5 separate regions of the Mus musculus genome follow, and regions 1, 2, 3 and 4 are each linked to region 5. A link is a contact called in public Hi-C and promoter capture Hi-C data. All regions are on one chromosome and are shown on one strand. Each heading gives the region's core, a stretch centred on a gene start, on an enhancer-like site or on the middle of the called end of the contact. The rest is flanking DNA. Distances are from core to core; before and after follow the strand shown. Region 1 overlaps Srbd1 (S1 RNA binding domain 1). Region 2 has its middle 6.4 kb from the start of Gm24240. Region 3 holds the start of Cox7a2l (cytochrome c oxidase subunit 7A2 like). Region 4 holds the start of 2010106C02Rik (RIKEN cDNA 2010106C02 gene). Region 5 holds the start of 1110020A21Rik (RIKEN cDNA 1110020A21 gene).

Region 1 (2,700 bases), core at 201-2,700, 1.1 Mb before region 5:
ATATTTGTGGAAAAGAAAATTAAGCTTAAAAAAATTAAGGACAAATTCTAATGTCTCTGAATTATGCCATTTCATTACAAAGCATTTTGGTTCCAACAGTTTATAGTATTTATTTGGAGATGGGATTCTAATTTTCTTTTTGTTTTTAAATGGCACCAGTATAAGGTGTACTAAATATATAAATACAGTGCAAAAAGGTTCTGTAAGTCTTGGAAAGAAATAAAAGCAGTTAACTCCAGGACTCATAATTCTAATAGGACCTAATAGGATGTATACAGGAGGGCAGTGCTTTCTAACTACCAGTCTTGTTTCATGTCTATAAAAGAAAATTAGCATTGATGCCTGCTCTGCTGCACAGACTGGCCATTCAGTTGGCGTTGGGAGGGGTCACCAGCTCTATGAACTGGCTGTCCTAATTGCTGCCAGCAAGTGAGAAAAAAATATTGAAGTATGATACAAAGAGATTTTGTTTGGGAAAATCTGTAATGTATCAATTTATTTAAAATAAAAGGATCTTTCTGGCTTCTCTTCCCCTTCCTACTGTGTACTGACAGCATCTCCCTTCCTCCTTTTCTCCCTCCCTCCCTCCCTCCCTGCATCTCCTGTCTTCCATATGTGTGTGTGTGTGTGTGTGTGTGTGTGTATTTGTGTGTGTGTTTGTGTATGTGTGTGCACTGTGCTATAGATCAAACCAAGGTCTTGAACTAACAAGACATAGACTCTACCACTAGGCTCCCTTTCATATCCTAAATGGTGTTTTCTGGTCATTCTTTTACTCTTTGATGCCTCTGAGCGTGCATGGTCGGCCGCTCTCGCACCTAGCTGTGGCCCATTCAGAACCTTTCAGTCTCGCTGTAGCTAAGCTTCCCTACAGAAGGTCTTTCTTGAAGACAGGTTTAGTATTGCTTTCTAATGTTTTTATTGTCTTTGATATTTCTGAGCAGGAAAATGGTGTGTTTTTATGATCATACGCCTCAGTTTGTAGGTTTTCCTCCTAGACGTCCAAGGAGATACCATTATCAATTTCTGTAAACAAGTAGAAAATAAATGTCAAAACTTAAGCCTCCAATCCATCCTATGTGGCACAATCATTCAAGTATAATTTAAAACACAGTCTGAGACTATGATCACGTAATGAGAAACAAACAATTCCATATTAATGAGAACCCATTTGCCAATAATTCTGTCATTTGTAACTTGAATCAGTCATCACCCCTGCAAATAACCCTCTCAAGACATTATTTGCAATTTTGTCCTCTGCTTTCTGTCCTTGATGTTGTGAAAATGGCCGTCTACTGTTACAGGAATGAAAAGAGATCCCATTCAAACATCTTTTGTGTTTCCACTTTCAGTGAAAAATGTTTTTCAAACCTGCAGCTGGTTATTTCTGCAGGAGTTCCCACTTATGCTCAGATTTGATTGACATTTTGAAATGGCAGGTTTTCATGAAAAGCTGTTAACTTGTAGAATTCAGTTATGGTACCAAGACAGACTGACTTTGTTCTGTGGCTGGGACCTGTCCAAACTAAATAGACCCCTGCATCTGACTTTAATAGTGCACTCGGCCACGATAGGGCACTTTGCCTTTTACTTCCCTCCAAGACTGATGCCTCTTATGTGTTCAAAATGAACGTGATGGATAGTCATGCCAACAGCCTTCTGTTCTGCAGTTGCTTTAATTGGCTTATAGAGTCATCTTCTTCCCCTCTTAAATATCTAATGGACCAAGACAGACCTTCATTTTTAAATGGAATAATAATTAAGAAGAGCTTCTTAATTTGCAACTAATGTTATACAGCACAAAAAATTTAAAAATAGTGCAGGTTTTTTTTTTTCCAGTATAGAGGATCTAAAATTTTTGGAAAGCCATTCCTTATGGAAAAGTATGTTACATATGGCTATACAGATCTGTTTGATATATTATTCTGTGCAAATATAGTTAATATTATTCATCTGCTCATTCAACCAGTGGACAATTTCAAGGACAGCGTACTAGGTAGCCAAGTACATGTACAGTGTACTTTTAAATTAAGTGTCTTATTTTATATAACTGCAGGCCCATAAGGCTGTTAGCTCCTAAGGTGTTCTCCCTGTTTAAGTGCCTCACTGTTTTTTACCTTTGATCCTATGTAGCAACATTCTCATGAGTTTAATATGAAAATGTGACTGTTGTGCTTTCCTCTGCTATTCTTTGGAAAATGTAAGTAAAAATGTGTTTCCCTCCCAGCTACTTGGGTGCTGCTTATCTTAAATATTTTTTGGGGGTGGTTTGGTTTTCCTATCAAGACAGTACTAGGAAAGGTTATCACTGTCAGTCCTGATATCTTTTAGTTTGTTTCATTGTTGTTTTAAATAAAATTTTGCATTATTGCCCATGCTAGCCTTAAACGTGAGACACCCCTTCTATATGGACTTCTACATGTTGACTTTAAGCACATACCTCACTGCCTGGCTTCTGATTGCCTTTGGAAGCTTGAATTTATTTCATTGAAATAGCTAATTCCAGAAATCTTAGTTCATTTTAAGAAAAAGAGCTTATATACATACAAGAATATGAGCAAGGGCTGCACAGCCCATCTCTAAGACTGCTGGTCAGAGATATAGTGTTTTAGTGCTTTTTATCTTTTTTTCTTATAGTTTAGGTTCAAGGTTGAAGTTCATTGAGAATACATGAGTTCTTAGCTCTTTTATCCACAGGAA
Region 2 (2,700 bases), core at 28-2,527, 1.7 Mb after region 5:
TGGCCATGGATGCAAGCTGGGATGGAAGCTAAGAAGTCTAAACTGAGGGCGGGCAGGGGAAACGCCAGACTGCAGCTCCTTTGTGCAAAGGGCTTGGTGGTTAGGCCTGGTGAAACCGGGGCTTTCCAGCTCCCGTGTCCCAGCAGCCGCGGCTGTGGGCGTGGTGAGGCAGGTGTGGGTGGCCAAGGATCTGTCTCAGTTTCCTCCCCGCCCTGGTGGCAGCTACTCAGAAGAGTTAAAGGCAAAACTGGCAAGAATTTTTCTTTGTAGTAGGAAAAGAGGGTCCCAGAGAGTTCACGGTGACAATCCTCTTTTCAGACACACAACTACCGGACTCCACGTTTGCAGACCTGTTATCGGCCGTGCGCACCTTCAATTTCCCCTAACCACCAACTACCTCCCTGGTTGCTCTCAGACAGCAATGACATCATTTGAACATATATAAATAACTGACCTCTCTGCCTTCCAAGCAGTGATTGTGGTTCGGAGCACAATGGTTAAAAGCAAGGAGGACTCCATTATCAGACTTTTTAAAGCTACAAAACAAACAAACAATCAACCCCCCACCCCTAAAACAAAACAACGAGAGCACAGGCTGGGCATAGTGGCTCACAGCTTGTCATTCCAGCACTAGGGGAACTGAAGCAGGAGGGTTGCCTACGAGTTCGAGGCCAACATGGGAAACTTTGGCAAACCGTGATAGATAGATAGATAGATAGATAGATAGATAGATAGATAGATAGATGATGCAAAGTGAGAACCCAGTCTAGACCAGGCCCAGCAGGAGTTAGCCACCTACAGGTCTCCGAGTAAAGCCCGCTCTGACTATTTCACTGACAAGCCGGGCTGGAAAGAGGCCAGCACAGGATCTTATGACTGGAAAGCAAAATAAAGAACAGCAGCAACGACCTAGAGAAACGAAAATACACTTGACACTCTGTCTCTGTCTTTCTTTTTCACATTTAACCTTGTCGCAACACAGATGAGTAGGCCGGGGTCACCGTTGCACAACAGTTTGGGAACTAGGTTAAGGAACTTGTAGTTTCAGACCCAGACGCATGACACTCGCGTGGGCGCTAATGTCCGCCCGGCTTTTCCACGCGGGCCGGGGACAGGTTCTGGCTGGCACAGCGGTACAGGTCTCAGGCTGCTGGAAAGGCCGGTTTCGTGGCCTGGGACGAGGGGGCGGCTGGCCGGGATCCGGAGCTGCACGGCGCGGCCAGGGCAGCTGGCAGTCAGCTGGTGCCGGGGCCGCGCTCGCTCACTCGGAGGGAGGCGAGCCGGCCGCATACCGCGGGGCGCAGAGGAAATAGCTGGGATTCCTCCCGCGGCGCCGCGCTCCCGTTCCCGCGGGGAGGATCGGGGGCGCGCGCCAGCGGTCCGCAGGCTCGTCCCCCGCACTGCCCGGGGAATCCTCCCCGAACCCCACCTTCAGCTCCCTAGCCACTCCCCGCCAGCGTGTGGGTGCTCAGAGGCACCGCGTGTTCTGGTCTTGCAGACTCTCCAGGCCAGCCAGGCCTCCTGCTTGTTGGTCTCTGACTGAGGACATGCGACAGCGCCCCTGGGAAGGCCAGCTAGCTGCACAATGGTCCCCACCCCTGCAGAGGATGTACCAGACCGGATGTGCTCTCTGTGACCCACCCCACTGATCTCGGAGCCTGCTCCAGGCAGTGGGCCCCTAGAGGTGCCAGCTTTAGCCTTTGGAAAGCTGTTGCCAGTGATGTGAACATTTCTGTCTAGGCTTCGAAACCGTCCTTGAGATAGGGATTTCCCACTTGGGGTGGCAGGAATGAGGCTAGCCCCTCAGGAACTGCTTGCTGCCAGGTGGTAAGGACGGGGTGATGGAGAAAGGAGGACCCTTACTCTAGTAAGGGCCTAGAGTGGGACCCTCTCTGACTGTATAGGCACAAGAAGGAAATGGAGACCCTTCTTTTTGGTTTTTTGTTTGTTTTGTTTTTTGAGACACGGTTTCTCTGTATAGCCCTCGCTGTCCTGGAACTAACTTTGTACACCAGGCTGGCCTTGAACTCAGAAATCCGCCTGCCTCTGCCTCCGGAGTGCTGAGATTAAAGGCGTGCGCCACCACGCCCGGCTGAAGAGTCAGGTGAGAAGGCTCCTCTCTTCTGAACAGAACCAACAGTTTGATCAGGTTAGGGATTAGGAGGTGGGAAGACAGAGGGCGGATCCTAAGTGGGGCCCACGTAACCTTTCCTAGGAGTTTGGCCCCTATTGCTTGGAACAGGGGTGGACGGATCTAGACTGTCTCTCTACTTTCCCTTGAGACGATTGCTTTGATTGATAATACATTTGGCCTGTTGAGATGGCCCACCCGGTAAAGGTGCTTGAGGCCAGGCCTGACGATCTGAGTTCAAACCCCAGGACCCACACGATGAAAATGGAGATCACACACAAAATGTTCAGCCAGGTCAATAGTCTTCTATTGTCTGTGGATTCTCCCCTGGGTCTTGCACTTTGTCCGTTTCCATGGCCTATATACGATCGGACTTTCACACTGGATTGTGAACAAAGGCTTTTCTCACACTGGATTGTGAACAAAAGCTTTTCCGTGTATCTTCCTAGTTAGATGTTAGCTTCACCACGCCAGGGCCCTGGTGAATCTCATATACCTTTGGGGACCTACCGTCTAGTAGTGTTTACCTTCCAGTATAAAGACTGCTTAAATGTTTGTTGAATGAATAA
Region 3 (2,700 bases), core at 41-2,540, 1.4 Mb after region 5:
GTTGTGGGGGTTCAATGCATTTAGAGAAAATACTATGTTAAGCTTGGCATCATCAGCTATTCATTACCAACTTACATTTAAAATATAGTATGCATAAATCTATAATGTGTGTGCAAAAACCTCTGGTTAAATGATAGGACTAAAAACTTGTTCCTGGAGGTTAGGAAGCCGGCACACTCTGTTTATGCAGTATTCGACTCAGAGTGGAAGCTTAAGTCACACTGCATGGTGCGGCAGAGTATAACCATAACCAGGAAGCTGTAACTGCGCATCATTCAAGCAGAAGGTAGAGATTTCACAAGTGTTCCCAGTCACCTCCCCTGCATACGTTTATCTCAAAGAACAGGGCCTAGGAAGAGATGAGCAACCAAATGAATGCTGACAAAATCTCACTCTCAAAAGCGCAAGATGCACACACAGGTGCTTTAAGTTTACGTCTACACAAAGCCTATAGATTCTTCCCTCTTCTTCTCCCCTCTCTCTCTTTCCTTCTCCCCTCTTTCCTTCCCTCTTCTTCCCTCTTTTCTCCCTTCCCTCTCTTTCCTTTCTTCCCTCTCTCCCCTTCCTCTTTCTTTTCTCTCCTCCTTCCCTCTTTTCTTCCCTCTTTCCTCTCTCTCCCTCACCTCTTTTTCCTCTTCCCCTCTACCCCTTCTTTCCTTTCTTCCTCTCACCATCTCCCTCCTTGATCTCTCTTCTCTTTTCTCCCCTTTCCTCTTCTCTCTCCTATCTCCTTCTCTCCCACTCTCTTTCCTTTCCTGTCACTTTTCCCGGCATTGAGACAGGATTTTGCTTACAGGCGATGCACTCACGGCTCCAAAGAGCTGTTCTTGTCATAACTGAGGTGAAATTCCTAACAACCCTTGGTACATTAAGACCCCTCAACAGATACTAATAACCCTGAAATGGGGCGGGACCTGGGCCTGACGAGACCCCACCCACGTCCTGGGCCCGCCCCCGCTCTAGGCCCCGCCCAGAACTCGCTCTGACCGACTGTGTCGCTCTCAGCCGCCCTCTTTGTCCACAGGACGCTTGCGCACCTGTCAAGGCGCCTTGGCACTGCCCACATCCAAGTGAGTGGTACAGAGAAGCCTGAGTTTTCGGGAAGCCTGAACACAGCCTCTTTCCATGTCTTTTAGAGTTTGTTTTCGTTTCTAGGTCTTGAGAAAGCGCGGTTTTTTCCCCCCGACGTTGCGTAGGAGGCTATGTTTTAAGTCAGGCGTTCTCTAGACAGTCCGCATTTTGGATTAAGGTCCTTGCGCTGAGCTTTGGGCGGGCCTAAGGGGAAGCCGGGTCCTTTTCTAGGGCGGTCGCACAGGCAGCGGCGGTGCGAAGCGGGCCTCCGCCAACATGTACTACAAGTTTAGCAGTTTCACGCAGAAGTTGGCTGGAGCTTGGGCTTCGGAAGCCTACACCCCGCAGGTACACTTTTGCCGCGTCGCCTTGGGCCGGAGAACAGCAGCCCGAGGCAGGCAGTTGCGAGGTTCGAGCCGTGAAGGGTTTCTGCCGGCCGACCGGTCCGGCTTGCTGGTGTCCCCTGGTGTCCTTAACCACGCAGGCTTGGAGCGGTCGCCGAGGTTTCTGGGTGTGTGCTGCACCCTAGGCGAGGTTTGCATGGCACTGAACTCAGGTCTGATACCTTGCGGGGGTCAAGGTGACCCCTGGGGTGGTTGCTTGTTTAAGGTGGATTTCCCGTAGAATCTGTGAAGGATTGCAGAAGGTGACATAACTGTGTTTGGGTTTCTGCTCTCTCTGGTTGAGGTGGCCTTTGTGACTTCCTCTTGTTACTGGCCCTGTCACAGCCCAGAAAGCAGCTTTACCCAGCTACCAAATGGAAGACTGGGAGGGCGGATTTGAGAAGCTCGCTCATAAGGCATGGGAATATATATATGTGTATACATACATACATACATACATACTGGGGAAAGCATCGGAAGTGACACCCAACGAGGTTTATGCTTTTGCTAGTTTTAAAGTGGCAGACGGTGACCGTTGACTACTGGGCAATCTGACATTATCCAGGTTCCAGTTAGATCCTATCAATGGCGTTCCCATCTCCAATCTCAGTGTTGTGAAAATGTGGTATTTTAGAGTTCCACTTAATACTGGGTTAGTACTGAATTTAGCAGCCTTAATCTAGTGACCTTGACTGCCCCTTCTAATTCGGGGCAGCATTAACTTGGGTTAAATGTGATGTGTCGAGTGAGCAGATTTTCTGGCAGATGGTTGGTGCTGGATAAATGCTATATATTCTCCTGAACTGAATCACTGCTCAGCATAGTTCGAGAAGCCTTGGTGGGACACGAAGCTGAAAAACCTTGAATAGTAAGTGACCTGTATGGGCTGTAAAAGAGATTGTCATTACTGCCTCTTTTCTACCCCTATGGGACACTCCATCTTAAGGGACAGTGTTTAAGTATGATTTCATTACAAGAGTAGATGTGCTTTCAGGAGAGAGGAGGCCAAGAAGGGTCGTATGGGAGGTTGAGGAGGAAAAGTCTCAAGAGTGTTTAGGTGTTCAGTGTCTAGTGCTGTGTTGTGTCTGGTAGCTGCTGAGGTTTTATGAATGTGGTGCTTAACAGACATGGCTGCTAGTAGGCTCTTTGCTGCTGGAGAGATCATAAAAAGAGAGAGAGAGAGAGACACCATCGTTCTGTTACAGAAATGTGGAAGGAAATGAGGAAAATTCACTCAAAGAACAGT
Region 4 (2,700 bases), core at 100-2,599, 1.3 Mb before region 5:
TTTTGTTTTGGAAAACAAAACTACAAAATATGACTGTAAGGTTGGGGGATGGGCACAGTAGTTTGGCCCCGCCCTACTATTGTAAAGGTTTTGTTTGTTTCCCTCAATGAAGGCACACACACCACGGGATCCCAAGCAGATAAATGACTCACCTGAGATGATGCCTGCTGGGGCAGCAGGAGATCATAAGGAGACGCAGAGACCAGTCAGGAGGCCACTGCATTGTCACTGAAGGTGACAGACTGGACTGTGGCCTGGGAAGGAGAGCTCAGAATCTGAGTGCACATCTTTGGTGCTCTGCGTCCCAATCTGGAAGCACTTCAGTCCCCCCTTTCCATCCTCCGAGGAGATGTGGTGATGACAATCACACAGAAATGTCTGAGGAAGTCACTTCACTTTCAAATGTTGCAGAAGGCAAGCACAGGCACACATCTGTAACCCCAGCACTTAGGAAGGGAGGCGGGAAGACCTGCGGTTTGGGCCAGCTCTAGCTCCATACTCTCATCAAGTCAGCCTGTGCTACAATGAGGCCCTGTCTCAAAAACAAAACTAAACAAAGAAACAAGCATAGCATGCTCCCACACACTCAGGGAAGCGTGAATAAATTCTCGCTGGTAGGGGAATTTCATTAGCTTCAAATACTGTTAGCATTGATATGAACATCTGCATGGAATTTATGTCTACACATCTGTTCCATTCAGGGACACATACACACACACACACACACAGAGAGAGAGAGAGAGAGAGAGAGAGAGAGAGAGAGAGAGAGAGAGAGAGAGAGAAAAGAGAGAGACAGACAAACAGAGACATAGAAAGACAGAGACATAGACAGACAGAGACATAGACAGAGACAGAGACAGACAGACACAGAGACAAGGAGAAACAAAGAGACAGAGGCAGATGTGCAGACATACACACACCCACAGGGTAACCTCATTAGCAAGATATATATACCCCATGACCATGAACGACTTAATTAAAGTCCATAAGCCTTTGTTCCTCATGAGTACCTAGGGGCTACGACCCAGACTATGAGAATCAAAGGACCACCATATGAAGTAAGAGTGAGTAACGTGACTGCCCCATAAGGGGATCTCAAAACCCCTTCCTTTTTCCTTCAGTGCTGAGCTCCTGGGACTCAGTGCCACCAGACCATCCAGACTTCAGAGGGTCCCACTTGTGGAAAAGCGTGAAGTGTCCCCATTCCTATTGCTGCTTTACTATCCTGTTTACCATTAGGAAAAACAACTTCCTTTACCACACCCTGCTGGGGCTGTGTCACCGTGCTTCCCCTGGACTTGGAGACAGCCTCAGGAATGGGCGGAGCTGAGCTAGGGCCCTGAAGCCCATGGGAAAGGGTGTGCTGGCCCCATGCAACATGGGTGGACCCCTCTGGGAGGGAGGCAGAGTCAGGGTGACCAGGACTCCTGGCTGGATTCATTGATCGGGAAGCAGAGATGGAGTTCAGATGGTTCCAGAAGCCAAGGCCTGACCGTCTCCCTGGGCCTGTGACTCGAAAACAGCCCTGGCTGGCTGCCACCTTTCGTACTGCCTGTTCTGTAAGGTCACACACAGGGTCATGCCTGCCTTCTGACATTCTGCTCACCCCAGATCAGAGACAGTCAGGTGAGTGGAAGGGAGAAGGGTGATTTGCCATGAGATAGGAAAGAGAGGAGGAGATTGGAAAACAGAAGAGCCAGGAATGCAATCACTGAGACCATGCCAAGCTTGCCTACGTAGTCCCTTCCCCTTGTCCCATGGGATTCTGCACTGTCTTGTGTTCATAACTTGACGTGCTTAAGAAACGCCTCCAAAGTCGAAGGCTAGACGCTCAAAGGCATCCTAAGGCCACCCTCATGACCAGACCAAGTCCAATTCATCCTCATGAGTCTATGAAGCACAGAAGCCATTTAAAACTCCAACCAAGGCAAGGGCATTCCCTGCCATACAACCCAACCAAGGACCCTGTCCCCTGGACTGTCCAGGCGACAAGATTCTTCTTCTTCTAGCCTCAAGTCTTTCTAAGAGGGCTCCTTTCTCTAAGGCAGTGTAGACAGCCCCTAGATGAACAGCATCAGAAGAGGGAGATGGGTGATGACAGACAGCTGTGACATTTGAGCACGGTTTAAAAAGGTAAAAAGAGTGCTCAATCTGCAGAGCCACCCGAGGCAGGCTGCAGTGGGGCGCAGGAGAAGGAGCATCTAAATCTTCTTCTCCCTGTCTTTCTGAAGCATCACCGTGCCCAAGGCCAAAGCCCTCTTCTCCAGGATGACTGTATCAAGAAGCCCCAAGCAGTGGATTCATCTTCTAAGTGATCTGATCTCACAGGTGAAAAGAGAGAGAGAGATTGGGGATGCAATAGTTGGTTTTTGCCAATTTGACATAAACCTAGACATAGCTAGGAAGAGGGAATCTCAATAGAGGAATTGCCTCCATCAGATTAGCCTATAAGGATATCTGTGAGACATCTTCTTGATGATTAATGCAGGAGGGCCCAGCCTCATTCCTATGGCATCATAGGGGGATGGTTAGCGTCATCCCTAGGCAGGTAGGCCTGACCTGTATAAGAAAGGGGTTGTAAGCCAATATCCAGTATTCCTCCACAGCCTCTGCTTCAGTGGCTGCCTCAGTTCTCACCTTGGCTTCCCTCAGTGATGAACTCTAAGCTCCTCAAGCACAAGGAGCAGCGAATCTTGCTGC
Region 5 (2,700 bases), core at 89-2,588:
ACAGAAAAACCAGAAAGATTTCACAAGAAAGGAGAGCGGAGCGCAGGGGAGGGCAGAAAGCGACCGGGAGAGAGAGCCACACCGAAAGGTGTTTTCCGGAGCGGCGGGCAGGACTGGGTGAGCCGCGGCCTTGGGGTGGCCCGCGCGCCCATGGGCGCTGCCTGCACGCCGCGGCGCGAGGGGAAGCAGCGGACTTCCACGCGCCCCGGCAAACTACTCCCTCGCCGCGCCGCGCCCCGCGAAGCCTCGCGCGCAAGCGGAGGCGGCGGCGGCAGCCCAGGCCCTGGGCCTAGCCCGGTGCTCCGAGAGCAGGCTGGACGGACGGACGGCCGTTCCCCCACTCGGCTGGGCGCAAAGCGGCCTTACCTGGGGCGAAGGTAGAAAGGGAGGTCTCGCGGGCTCGCCCGCCGCACAGCCGCCCGCGGCCCCCGGCTTTCTCCCGAGACGCGACACCGCCTCCGCCGCCGCTTCGCCCTCGGGGGCTCGGCCACCGCCGCCGCCCGAGCTGTTTACACCGTCCGGCCCCTCACACCGCCGCCGCCGCCTTCTCTCCAACCCAGAGCCGCTGCCGACTCGGCCGCCGCCACCTCCTCCGCCGCAGCCTGATCTCTCTGGAGCATCTTCCAGCCACCGGACACGGAGAAACAGAGACTCCAGCCGCGCCGGCAGGAAACTCCCCCGCAACTGCCAGGGGGGACCAGGCGGTCAGAGCACCAGCGGCTTTTCCGCCATTGAGCAGCGGCCGCTCCGCTCCTTCTGCAACCCCCCTCCCCTCCCCGCACCGCCGTCTTTCCCCGCCCCTCCTCGGGCTCCGCCCCCCAAGGGCACCCATTGGGACGCCGCGTGTGTCACCGCTGCCCTCGGTTTGCTGAGAAGCCTGTCAATCTACGTTCTCCCGCCCAACCTGGCCCCTAGTATCTTCTGTGCTTCTCTTTCCCCGCCCACACGGCCCCGCCTCTGAGTCTTTAATTTCTCATTGGGCGTCAGTGCCCACCTTAATTGGCAAGGTCAACTATCCATCACACACCGCCCACCAGTGAGGCCCAACCCTTCATTACCATTTACTTTATTCAGCCCCACCTCCGCCTTGCCCTAACTCCTGACGTCACCGACCTGCCCACCCTAGTAGCCATAGGTAGAGTCCTCCGTCAGTCAAATTACGCCCCAACTCGAAGACCGATATCCTTTTCTGATTGGTTCAAATGGCGGCCTGATCCTCCGACTATTGGCTTCCTCTACTTGTCCGTCAAGAAACCAATTTCCAAGTCCGTCACTTCGGCTTTTTTTAAATGAACGCGCAAAAGTATCCTAAAAGGGATTGGCTAGTATTCGTAGATGGCCAAGCCCCGAGTCTGCGGACCCTGCAGTTCTGACCTCTACACTTCGCGGAGAACGAACACCATAAAGAAACCAACGGGCAGTCCAGTTATAGGTGGAAATTGGTCCCACCCGGAGTGGAGAGAGCCGGCTTCTGATTGGCCAGAGAAGTGCCCCTAGACCCTCATTGGAAGAAGTGGCCGCCTCTCTTTGGCATAGAGCTGTGAAGGAAGAGCTCAGAAAGGTTCGAGAAAGGGCCTGGAGAGAGGCGTTGTTTTGCTTCAACTACGGGTGGGGCGCACGCGAGAGTGCAAAACTGGGCGCGTAGGGCTCTGGGGAGGTGATGCAGGGAGGGAAAGAGCCCGGATGTTCCCTAACAATGAAATCATCTCTGACCAATCAGAGCCTCATTGTTGGGATACCTGCATGACCTGTCTCCAGCAGGGGAGAGTGGGCGGGAAGTTGAGAAGGCTGAAAAGCCACTTGAGAAAATGGGACAGGAGATCCCTTCGGGATGATTTTGCAATGGTTCAGATTGTTCGTTCTTCTTATTTACCTCGACCTCCTGCCTTCCAGCCCTTGGCAGTTCCGTGTTTTGTTTCTGAGTCTGATTTTTAAAACTCCTGTCTAGGCTCTTGACATTCACTAGGTCATTCCTCTCTTAAAGAGCACCTGCATTTTGCTAAGCGTGGTAGGTAGAACTGGAGATACAAAAGTAAGGCAGGCAGTCCCAGACTGGGAATGGTAGGTAATCATTGAACGTCTGCAAAGGGTAATGATGACATAAAGGAGTCTCCCTCTGGGTATGATTACTCGGAAGGCTTCACAAAGGCCGGGAGAAAACGGTCATCTAGTAACCACATTGAGCTAGAAAGTGAACCAGGTTAATTCTTCCAGATCAAAGTGTAATGGGGCACTTAAGCGCTCACCTGAAGAGTTTTTAAACTCGCTCAAGTCTTTGAAAGACGTTTTCGATCTTATTCATACTTAGGTATAAGTTAGTTGGGACAACTTAGGTTTAGACCGACCTAAGGGAGTGCAAATTCAGCTTTGAAAAGAAGGACATATTTCTGAAGCAATTTCCAAAGTGAAACTGGCGGAAATAAACATTTGGTTGCAATTCAGATTTCTCTGGAACTTCAAGTTTAAGAACTCTGTCTTAAGGTTTCTATTGGGACCATGAAACACCATGGCAACCAAAAAGCAACTTGAGTAGAAAAGGGTTTATTGGACTTACACTGTAGCCCATCACTGAAGGAAGCCGAACAAGAACTCAAACCTGCAGATAAGAGTTGATGGAGAGGTTACTAGCTTGTTCACATGGCCCGCTCAGCCCACTTATAGAATCCAGGACCACCAGCTCAGGATGGCATCGCACACAAT

What was found. Promoter capture Hi-C pulls out the DNA fragments that hold promoters and counts their contacts. A called contact is a pair of places that touch in the nucleus more often than the background predicts.
Region 1: a promoter capture Hi-C map of the 3T3-L1 cell line shows a contact between it and region 5, with 5 times the contacts expected there. The contact joins the enhancer-like site here to the promoter of 1110020A21Rik in region 5. A contact is called at or near these places in 8 of 39 promoter capture datasets (the 3T3-L1 cell line, 3T3-L1-derived adipocytes, the HPC-7 cell line and 4 more) and 2 of 115 datasets of contacts at active chromatin or transcription factors (the 230-238 cell line and large pre-B cells).
Region 2: a Hi-C map of B cells shows a contact between it and region 5, with 6 read pairs. The contact joins the enhancer-like site here to the promoter of 1110020A21Rik in region 5. A contact is called at or near these places in 2 of 484 Hi-C or Micro-C datasets (B cells and CD8 T cells) and 1 of 9 other capture datasets (liver).
Region 3: a contact with region 5 is called in a promoter capture Hi-C map of neutrophils, with 5 times the contacts expected there. The contact joins the promoter of Cox7a2l here to the promoter of 1110020A21Rik in region 5. A contact is called at or near these places in 2 of 39 promoter capture datasets (neutrophils and pre-B cells).
Region 4: a promoter capture Hi-C map of pre-B cells shows a contact between it and region 5, with 2.9 times the contacts expected there. The contact joins the promoter of 2010106C02Rik here to the promoter of 1110020A21Rik in region 5. A contact is called at or near these places in 2 of 39 promoter capture datasets (liver and pre-B cells) and 1 of 484 Hi-C or Micro-C datasets (muscle stem cells).

What each region holds. Positions count from the first base shown.
Region 1 is chr17:86,028,996-86,031,695 of GRCm38.p6, reverse strand. All of the region lies in intron 16 of Srbd1 (S1 RNA binding domain 1), which reads left to right. Among named protein-coding and RNA genes, the nearest start is that of Gm30117, 100 kb to the right of the region's middle. Within about 2 kb of position 1,450, at least 7 of the 459 cell types and tissues checked have an H3K27ac peak or open chromatin away from gene starts, as enhancers often do.
Region 2 is chr17:83,274,973-83,277,672 of GRCm38.p6, reverse strand. No RefSeq gene overlaps it. Among named protein-coding and RNA genes, the nearest start is that of Gm24240, 6.4 kb to the right of the region's middle. Within about 2 kb of position 1,277, at least 392 of the 459 cell types and tissues checked have an H3K27ac peak or open chromatin away from gene starts, as enhancers often do. A contact at or near this core is called in B cells, CD8 T cells and liver, where this site is marked.
Region 3 is chr17:83,512,923-83,515,622 of GRCm38.p6, reverse strand. It overlaps Cox7a2l (cytochrome c oxidase subunit 7A2 like), which reads left to right and starts at 1,290. Exons shown (of 3, transcript NM_009187.3): 1 at 1,290-1,419. The coding sequence starts at 1,348.
Region 4 is chr17:86,285,827-86,288,526 of GRCm38.p6, reverse strand. It overlaps 2010106C02Rik (RIKEN cDNA 2010106C02 gene), which reads left to right and starts at 1,349. Exons shown (of 3, transcript NR_045435.1): 1 at 1,349-1,626; 2 at 2,232-2,328. The region is part of intron 1 of Prkce (protein kinase C, epsilon); the gene reads right to left.
Region 5 is chr17:84,956,061-84,958,760 of GRCm38.p6, reverse strand. 1110020A21Rik (RIKEN cDNA 1110020A21 gene) reads left to right here and starts at 1,338. Exons shown (of 4, transcript NR_027929.1): 1 at 1,338-1,561. It overlaps Ppm1b (protein phosphatase 1B, magnesium dependent, beta isoform), which reads right to left and starts at 760. Exons shown (of 6, transcript NM_001159496.1): 1 at 367-760.